Linked DNA regions of Sus scrofa: region 1 is linked to region 2. Evidence: chromatin contacts called from public Hi-C data. All regions are on one chromosome and are shown on one strand. The core of a region is the stretch at or near the end of the contact, and the rest is flanking DNA. Distances in the headings are between cores, read along the strand shown.

Region 1 (5,127 bases), core at 2,003-4,502, 51 kb before region 2:
TCTCTTGATGTTCCTCTTACTTTGCTGCTTGCAATATCTCATCTTTTTGATCCTCCTCCTCTTCCCATTTTTCTCTAAGTGTTGGAGTGCCCCAGAGCTCTGCCCTCTCTTCTCTTTTTACACTCTCACTCAGTGGCATCATGTAGTCTAAGAACTGGCAAACTATAGTCCATAGGCCAAATCTTGCCTGCCACCTGTTTCTACAAATAAATTTTATTGGAACATAGTCATGCTCATTCATTCATATACTGTCTACACTTGGCGTCATACTACAATAGCAGACTTAAGTAAATGGTTGTGACAGGCTCCAACGTCATACCATTCCACATCTCTGAAACTGACTAATGTCTAAAGGTCTGATACTCAAGTATTGGCAAAGATGTGGAACAAATTAGAACTTTTAAACTCTCCTGGTTGGAAGACAAATTGGTATAATCACTTTGGAGAGCAATTTGGCAATATTTAATAAAGTTGATATACATGCCTTACAACACAACAACTCCATTCCTAGGTGCATACCTTAGAAAAACTCCAGTCTATGTACTTAGCGTTGATTATAGCAGTAGTGTTGTAGTAAAAATTTGAATGCAGTCTTCATGCCCATCAATTATAAAATGTTTAAGTAAATTGTTCTATGTTAGAACAACAGAGTACTAAATAGCAATGAAAAAGAAATGAACTAGAGCTACTCATATCAATATGCATGTATTTCCCAAACAAATCTGCAGAGGAAAAAATCAAGTTGCAGAATACATGCACATACCTAGATTTTTATGATAAAAAAATCTTTTTTTATCATACATTTTTTGTTAGATTTATCCTTAAGTATTTATATTTTTAGTGCTATTACAAATTATTTTAAAAATAATTTAATTTCCAAATTTTCATTGCTAGTGTATAGACATACAATTGATTGTTGTATTTTTCGTTTGTTTTTGTCTTTTTAGGGCTGCACCCATGGCATATGGAGGTTCCCAGGCTAGTGGTCCAATCGGAGCTGTAGCTGACTGCCCACACCATAGCCATAGCAATGCCAGATCCAAGCCAGGTCTGCAACCTACACCATAGCTCATGGCAACACAGGATCCTTAACCTACTGAGCAAGGCCAGGGATCAAACCCGTGGATGCTAGTCGTCTTCGCTAACCCCTGAGCCACGACGGGAACTCCTGACTGTTGTATATTAATCTTGTATCATACAACTTTGCCAAAGTCATTTATTCTAACAATTTTTTTGGGAGGGTAAACTCCTTCAGATTTTCTACATAGATTATCATATCATCTGGGAATACAGACAGTTTTACTTCTTTCTTTCCAATCTGAAGACTTTACTTTTTCTTGCCCGAACCCCCAGGACAAAGCTGAATAATGGTAGTGAGAGTGGGCATCCTTATCTTATTCCTGATCTTAGGGCAAGATAGTCTTTCAACATTAAGTATACTATTAGCTATAGGTGTTTTGTTGATGCCCTTCATCAGATTGAGGAAATTCCCTTCTGCGATACTGTGATATAATAAGAAATGCATATTCCATCTTCATTCTCAATTTCTGGCACAAAACTCCTAAACCCTGTTAAGTTCCTGAGTGACAGGGGTGATAGGAGAATTTTTGTTTTCATATTCGGTCTTAACTCCCTGACACACAATCTTCTAAGACCCTTAGAATCTCCAGAGTGATAAGGGTATCTTTCTGCTACAGCAATGAAATGACTTCTAGCTGGAGGACTTTAGATAGCTTCAAAACGGGGGCTGGTTTCCAGAAAGACCAAGGCAGGCCTTAGAGGGTTGGAACTTTCATTCCCCTATTCTGACCTCCAGGGAGGGGAGAGGAGCTGGAGATTGAGCTGATCACCCATAGCCGGTGATTCAATCAACCAAGCCTGTGTAGAGAGACCTCCATAAAACACCCTGAACTGTGGGATTGGGAGAACAAATGGGGTGCTGGAAAGGTGGCATGCCTTCTGTGCCCCTTCCCCTATACCCTGCCCTGTGAACCTCTTCATCTGTAGCCTTTATAATACCCTTTATGATAAATCGGTAAATGTAAGTAAAGTGTTTTCCTGAGGTCTGGGAGCTGTTCCAGCAAATAATAGAACCGGAGGAGGGGGTCATGGGAACCCCTGATTTGTAGCTAGTTGATTAGAAGTACAAGAGGCCTGGGGCTTGTGATTGGCGTCTGAAGTAGGGGACAGCACTCTGGGACTGAGCCTTTAATTTGTGGGATCTAATGCTAACTCCAAGCAGTTAGTGTTAGAATTGAATTAAATTTAGGTCACTTAGGTATTTGGAGAGTTGGATAATTTGTTGTTGGTATGAGGAACCCCCACTCCTATTTCATGTCAGAAATATTCTATGGGTAGAAACATCGTAATACCTTTTATTCTTAGTTTGTTGGGTGTTTTTTATTGTGAAAGGATGTTGGGTTTTTTGTCAAGTGCTTCTTTTTTAGTTAGTATGGTAAATTTTATTGATCGATTTTCTTGCTTTCTTGGGATAAAACTTACTTGGTCATGACGTATTGTGTTTTATGTAAAGATGCGTTCAATTTGCTAACATTTTGTTAAGAATTGTTTGTGGCTATGTTCATGAGGTGTATTGGTCTATAGTTTTCTTGTCTTTGCCTAGTTCTGGTATCAGGGTAATATTGGCCCATAGAATGAGTCAGAATGAGTTGAGAGGTATTTTCTACTCTTCAGTTTTCTTGAAGTGTGTGTGTGAAAAGTCAGTATGATTTCTTCCTTAAATGTTTGGGCCTGGAGTTAACTTTGCAAAGGTTTTTAACTACACGTTGAATTTCTTTAATAGATATAGGGCTATTCTGGTTATCTATTTTTTTCTTGATTGGGTATTGGTAGTTTGTATTTCAAGGAATTCGTCCATTTTACCTATGTGTCATTTCTATTTGTTGTTATTAGAATAGCAGATAAAAGTTCAACCTTCCCCTTATCTCTTCCAGGTAACTCTCCCTTTGGTGCTTTGAAGCAATAGAGGGTCTTGACTGGTCTCTGTGGTTCCCATCTTTGCCTAGGGTCAGCTCTTGGCAAAGCTACTCCTCACTCCCCCCCCTCCCCCGCCCGCCACCTGTACCTCCGTAGCATTTCCTACCTTAAATGTCTCTAGTTAGCAGAAATCTACCTAATCAGAGAAATCCATTCCAAACTGTTTATTACTTAATGGAATAATCATTCCAGGAATATTTGTATTTCAAAAGAAAATACGCATAGCAAAAATAAATAAATCTTAGTAGTGTTCTTTTAGGCTCCGTGACAATCAAGGGAGGGAAGAACTTAGGAAGATAGGCTTTCCTCACTTTTTCAAGTCCTTTTCAAAGTACAAGTTTGCTGTACTCACTCTTCTCAACGTTTATTCCTAGGGAGTTCCCTTTGCCCTTTGGTCAACAAAAGATCTTTCACACAACCCCACCAGGTCCTGAGGCTTCTTAGAGTCATCAAAATCCATTCTTTTTGCTCTGCTTTTGTAGAGCCCTGTCCTGGCCCCTCAAACTGTTGGACTTCTCCGAGAAAGCGATATTTGTGCCCAAGAGTGGAGTCCAGAAATGTGAATATAAAACCAAGTCCTGCGGCTGACTCAAGCACGAAAGTTTGAGAGCCATGGTTGCAAGACGCGCGGTTCCAGACCGAACCCGGGTCTCGACATGCCCACCTCTTGGGCTGTCGGGTAACAGCCTTTTTCCAGGCGCTTCCTTCCAGACTGGCGACCAAAACCGACGCGGTGAGTGTCAAGGGTCTGTTGGGGTGGAGGAGAGGGCGCGGGAAGTGGCGGACCTGGGGGTGGGCGCACCGGGAGATCGCAGGCTCCGGGACCCTACAGCGCTGGGCGAGTGGCCGCGGCGACAGGGATTAGGGGATTAGCTCGGAGGGAAGAGAAAGGAACACAACCTGGGTCCGCGTGCGGCTCGAGCATTTTGACGCGCACTGGACGCAGAAGCCTGGGCGGACCCGCGGGCGGGCGGAGGGGGCCGGGTGGTTTGCGGCGGCGGTGCCCGCCGAGCTGGGTTGGGCGGGGCGGGGCGTGGTGCCCACAGCCCCCGGCACTTGGTGAGTTTCGCGCGGTCGTGGTGCACGGCGGCGCCATGGAGGCCGGCAACTTGGAGGTGATTTTTGACCGCGTGGGGCACTTCGGCAGGTAGGGAGCTGGGGTGCGGGCGAGGAGGGAGGACAGTGCGGGGGGAGCGGGAGCCACGTGGGTGGAGGCGCCGGTGGGGTCTGTTTCTTTCCGTTGCGGCTGGGTTCTCGCGCGGCGCTCGCATTCGGAAAACATCTCCACCTCTCCTTTCCCAGAGGAGTAGGGAGGCCAGCGTTCAGCCTTCTACCCTGAGTAGGATTGTGCTCTCGAACTGTGGCGCCGGGACCTCCCCAGAGCGATCAAGGGGCGCCGCGGCTCGCTTCTGGAGTGGCGGGTGCGGGGCTCGCCTGGCGCGCTTACTGCCGGGCAGGTGGAACCTGGGGCGCGCTCTCTGCGGGAGCCAGAGTCGGGAGGTCCGGCTGGAGAGGCTGGGGCACACGAATAGAAGAGTGACTGTTCTTGGCGGCTCGTTCCTGTAATCCGCCAAATGGGCTCCTCTTTCACTTCCCCAGGCAACTGCTGTCTTTCCCCGCCCCGCGGTGGCGTCTCCCGCAGTGCCTAGCAGGTATTGAATTGCCCCAGGAACAACCGTTAGATTTTTTTGCTGTTTTTAGAAACTTAGCAAGTGCCAGCTACACAGCGCTTCATTTGATGCCCAGGGAATCTTGCAGAGGGGGTTGAATACTTACTTCAATCATCAGGAAACTGAGGCTGGTAGCAGCAGGGACCCACAGCTACCTCAAGGTGGGACACAGATTTGACCTTTCTACATTGTCACTCTTTTTTTTTTTTTTGTACAGTTGTCAAAAATTTTTCATTTGTCAAATTTAAAATATATTCATTCCTTCATTCATTCATGGAGAAACATTCCTCCGTCTGACCTAGAACGTTTTGGGAAGAGAGGCAGCTGGATGAGGGTCCATACAGCATGCTGATCAGAGGTTTGCAGCTCAGTCTGAACTCCAGCCTGCCGTTTACCTCTAATGTGATTCTGGGAGTACTGTGTCTCAGCTTCCTATTCATGAAATGAGAATTAGAATCAT
Region 2 (4,859 bases), core at 683-3,182:
ACACTGCACAGGCGAGGCTCTGGGGACCTCCAGAGCCCAAGATAAAAAGATTCTGTTTACACACACAGCTTTCTTCCTTGCTTTCATTTCTAAATATTTCCTTTTCTTCCTGTCAGAGGAAGGCAGAGTCTTGACCTGGGAAGGAAGAAGTCCTCTCAGACATCTTCCATGGCTCCCAATACTTTTCAAATAGAGTCCTCCATCCTCACCAGATTTTTGACACTTTCACCCTCCACTCTCACACAAACCCTATATAGCCACCTACTGTTTCCTCAGCTCTCTTTGAACTATCGCCTCTATGGCTTTGCTCACACCATCCTCCCCCCTGAGGTGCCCCTCCCTCCTCTTCCTTGTCCGTCCAGATCTCACTGATTCTCTGGAGCCTTCCTCACTTCCCATCCTCGCTCCCGAACTTGGGTCCACATGCTCCCCTCTCCTGAGCCCCCAAAGCCTAAGTTGGTGCTGCTTATTAGAGGGCTGCCTTAGTCCACTTTGTTTCCTTTCTCAAGGGAGAAAGCATCATTTTAGCAATACTTAAATCACTGTCAACCCTGGAGCATGCCTTGGACAGAGGGATTACTCTGTAAATGTTTGTTGATTGACTTTATAGTAAATGCTCATATATGTGTACATATATATAAATGAATGAATTTTACACATTTTAATTCAGCATGTGCTCACAAAAATTTAGTTCATTCCCACTTTTTGAATGGGGAAACTGAAACTCAGAAGTAGGCTGACTTGCTCACGGTAAAACAAACAAGTTTCCAGACACCAAAGTACAGGTTAAGACCTTGTGCCTTAGAATCTAACACTCAGATGGGGCTTTGCCAAGAGACTTTGGGCCCTTTCTTAGACCTTTTTGTTTGTTTGTTTTTGTCTTTTTAGGGCTGCACCTGCAGCATATGGAGGTTCCCAGGCTAGGGGTTTAATTGGAGCTGCAGCCACCAGCCTACGCCAGAGCCACAGCAACGCGGGACCCAAGCTGCATCTGTGATCTACAACACAGCTCACGGCAATGCTGGATCCTTAACCCACTGAGTGAGGCCAGGGATCAGAACTGAAACCTCATGGTTCCTAGCTGGATTCATTTCCGCTGCGCCAGGAAGGGAACTCCCCCTTCCTTAGTCTTTTGGAGGCTCAATTTAGTCATCTATAGAGTGGGGATATTAATAACAGTACCTAGCTTATAGGGTGACTATGTTATATGGTATCATGCATATAGCTGGCACAGGGTTAATGCCATTATTAGTTACAATTGTTACATTATTAGTTACAATGTTATTACCATTATTTTGATACTTCAAACTGCTTCCTTGTAAACAAACTTATTGTAGAGTGTTTACTGCATTGTGGACACTGAGCAAATATTTGAATATGCGGGCTAAAGAATCATTTGGTCCTTATACTAGATTACCTCCTGAGTAATTTTTCCAGCTGCTATCAGGTCATCATCTTAGTGATCAACAATATTATTCTGCCCTCACCACCCTCCACTCCCACCCCCACCAGCTGACCCAGCAGAGCCAGGAACCGAAGGGAGAGGACAGCTCACTCTGGGCAGTCAAATGAGGAAACTAGTGTCTGCTTCTAGGTGGAACTTACTGGAAGTTGGACAGGTTCACCCCTATCTTTCCCATGCCTACAAGTCAGCTGGAGAAATTCCAGATCTGTGGCAAGACAGAGTGTTTGTAAACTAGAAAGAGAAGGGCTGCTGAGGGTGGACCAGCTCCAGGGAGATCAGTAAAGAGCTGCAGCTCCACAGAGCTTTCCAGATGAGGTCAATCACTCCCTTCTCCAGAGGAATAACTGACAGAGACGCAGGCATGAGGACCAATGGAAATTAAGGTTAGAAGAACTGTCCTTAATAAATTCCCCAATGGGAAGCAGTTTTGTTTCTCCTGCCTCTCAGGGAACTAGACCAGCCTCTCACTGGGAAAACAAGAGTTGGTGCCAGAGCCTTCTGTGGGTGCCAAGGCTGCGTTCTCAAAGACAGGTACTTGAATCCTCCTGCTTTGGGCTCAGGGGTGGTTCTGAGCCTACTCTGGGAATTTAGGAGCGTGTCCTAGTGGGATCAAGTGACAGTGGTTCACAGGTCTCCAGGCCAGACAGTACTCACCTTGCTGGGTCACTTTTCTCTTCCCCGATAGCTGGATATTCTCAGCCACAGATTCCTTTCTCTCTCAACTTATTAGAGCTATTTTGAGAAAGTTGCTGGGGAGGGGAGGCCATTGTGAAATAAGAAAGTCATAAGGGGATAGGTGCCTGCTTTCTACGTGGCAGGGGACAGGCACAAGGCTGCGCTCCTCAGGGTGGCCACCCTCCACTGATCTGCCCCTTGTCCTGCACCCTTCACTTCGCTTCTCTCCCGCCTGGCAATCCTGCTCCTTCTCAGCTAGCCAGCCCACTGGGGAGCAGTCAGATAAACTTACGGCTGAGGAAATGTTTGTACGGCTTGAGAAATAGAAATAACAGACACAAAATCACAGTGGAGGACATTAAAGTATCTTTGTGCCGGAGACCATCAGAGCTGGAAGAGAGCCCTGGCAGCCGACCCTGTCACCCTTGCCCTGTGCACAGCAGAGGGAACCGCCTGCCCCCTCCTGAGGAAAAGTGAATTTTACGGGCAGGTGGCCATGATTTTTACCACATGACCTGATGCTCTGGCTGCCGCTGATTGGACAGGGAAGAGCAACTGTGCCAAGGGCAGCTTTACAGCCTGCCTTACCCCAATAAGCTGGCCTGGTGCTGGAGCTTTGTTCAGAAGGCAAAGTGATGACCAACTGGACCAATTGCATTTTCTCCATCTGGAGTTTCTACTTGAGACCTATTAAGGAAAGGTTAACAGCAGGGACTGAAGATAAGCAGGGACAGAATAGGGAACAGGGAAGCTGAGAGTGGACAGGGCTCAGGGGGTTCCTGCTGCTTGGAGGTGAGGCAGTAGAAAGGCATCGAGCCTTCGTCAACCCTCTGCTTCCCATCTTGGGTTCTAGTCTCAGGATGCCCAGCCCAGGCCTCTGAATATCTGTCCCCTGCATTTCCATATGAAGTCTTAGAAGAACCCCTCCTTATATGACAACCTCAGTGGGTCTCTCTTATTTACCATCCACAGGCGCTAATAAAGAATTCATCTGGCTTGGGAGTTCTCATTATGGCTCAGTGGGTTATGAACCTGACTAGTATCTATAAGGATGTGGGTTCGATCCTTGGCCTCATTCAGTGAGTTAAGGATCCATGAGCATGGCCGTGAGCTGTGGAGTAGGTCACAGATGCAGCTCTTATCCCATGTTGCTGTGGCTGTGGCTGTGCTGTAGGTCAGCAGCTGCAGCTTCTACTCAACCCCCAGCCTGGGAACTTCCATATGCCACACCTGTGGCCCTGAAAAGCCAAAAAAAAAAAAAAAAAAAAAAAAAAAGAATTCATCTAGCTTGGTTTACAGATGAGGGAGTTGAGGCAAGGAGACTGGGAGTCACTGCCCAGGGTATAGAATTAGAACTTGAGCCCACGAAGAAAGCCACATTCCTTATCTGGAAAGTCTGCTCTCAAAGGGTGAGGTTTCAGGACAGGGGTAGAGGGGGTGTGTGTGGGGGGAGTCAGGGGGAGGATGGAGGGAAGGTTTTCACCCATTAGAGTGGGGAGCAGGAAAAGAGATGCCGAGTCTGGTTGCTCAGACTTTGTGTCACATTTTTATAATTAAAAACTAGTTTGTGATCAGTAAGAGCTGGGTTCTAAATTGCCTATGGGTCATGCCCTTCAGTGGCTGCTCCTCAGGAGGTTTCTGGAAGCAGCTCTGCTGCTCTGTTCATCCAGCTTACTTCATCAAACTTCCCTGGGCTGTGCCCATAGGGAAAGTGGTTTAGGAATGAGTAGAAATCTCCCTTCAAATGCAGACCTACTCACCTGGCCTATGTTCTAAAGGCAACTCCAGGCTGGTTTATGCTGATGTCTCAACTCCATGGAGATTTTTTTGCCTTTACTCTGACATTTAATGGGAAGAGAACTTAGAGGGAGCTCTCTCTCTTTTTTCCCCCTCCTTTTTTAGGGCCTCACCCGTGGCATATGGAAGTTCCCAGGCTAGGGGTCGAATCTGAGCAGCAGCTGTCGGCCTACACCATAGCCACAGTAATGACAGATCTGAGCCACATCTGTGACCTACACCACAGCTCATGGCAATGCTGGATCCTTAACCCACTTAGCAAGACCAGTGATTGAACCTGCATCTTCATGGACGCTATGTCCAGTTTGTAACCTCTGAGCCACAACGGGAACTCCAGGAGCTGTCTTTATCTCAAGAAATGCTGGCAGGAAAGGTCATGTTTGGAGAGGCTACAAATCCAAGGAAATAACTCTCAGGGTCAGACTTTGTCCTGGATGGAATAATCTTTAAAACAAAGTATGTAGCTCACACTTTGCTTCCTCACAGGCCCATGGATACAGTACGGATTGCAGTTGTGGGGGCCGGTGTGATGGGGCTCTCCACTGCTGTGTGCATTTTCAAATTGGTACCAGGATGCTCCATTACAGTCATTTCAGACAAGTTCACTCCTGAGACTACAAGTGATGTGGCAGCCGGGATGCTTATTCCTCCTGTTTATCCAGGTGAGAGGGATTTTTGCTCCTCTGTCAGCTATGATAGATGTTAGAATGGTATTGTGGGAATTCTGTTGACAAAGACAACTGGATGTGAATATAAGTACAAGGTGAACCTTTAACATCTTGTTGGTTCATCTGTTAGGAAAGGCTTAATTATGCTACAGGACAAAAAGAACCTCCAAATCTTAGCAGCTTAAAAGCAAAGGTTTGTTTTTGCTCATGCCATATGTTGATTGAGCATCAGCAAGTTTACGGTTCATCACCCA

The links. A called contact is a pair of places that touch in the nucleus more often than the background predicts.
Region 1: a contact with region 2 is called in a Hi-C map of fetal liver, with 1.8 times the contacts expected there. The contact joins the promoter of SLC22A16 here to the promoter of DDO in region 2. A contact is called at or near these places in 5 of 47 Hi-C or Micro-C datasets (epiblast stem cells, fetal liver, heart right ventricle and 2 more) and 1 of 2 datasets of contacts at active chromatin or transcription factors (skeletal muscle).

Annotation. Positions count from the first base shown.
Region 1 is chr1:76,466,392-76,471,518 of Sscrofa11.1, reverse strand. SLC22A16 (solute carrier family 22 member 16) reads left to right here and starts at 3,252. Exons shown (of 8, transcript XM_021091125.1): 1 at 3,252-3,730.
Region 2 is chr1:76,414,220-76,419,078 of Sscrofa11.1, reverse strand. DDO (D-aspartate oxidase) reads left to right here and starts at 1,932. Exons shown (of 5, transcript NM_001097426.1): 1 at 1,932-1,996; 2 at 4,424-4,599. The coding sequence starts at 4,428.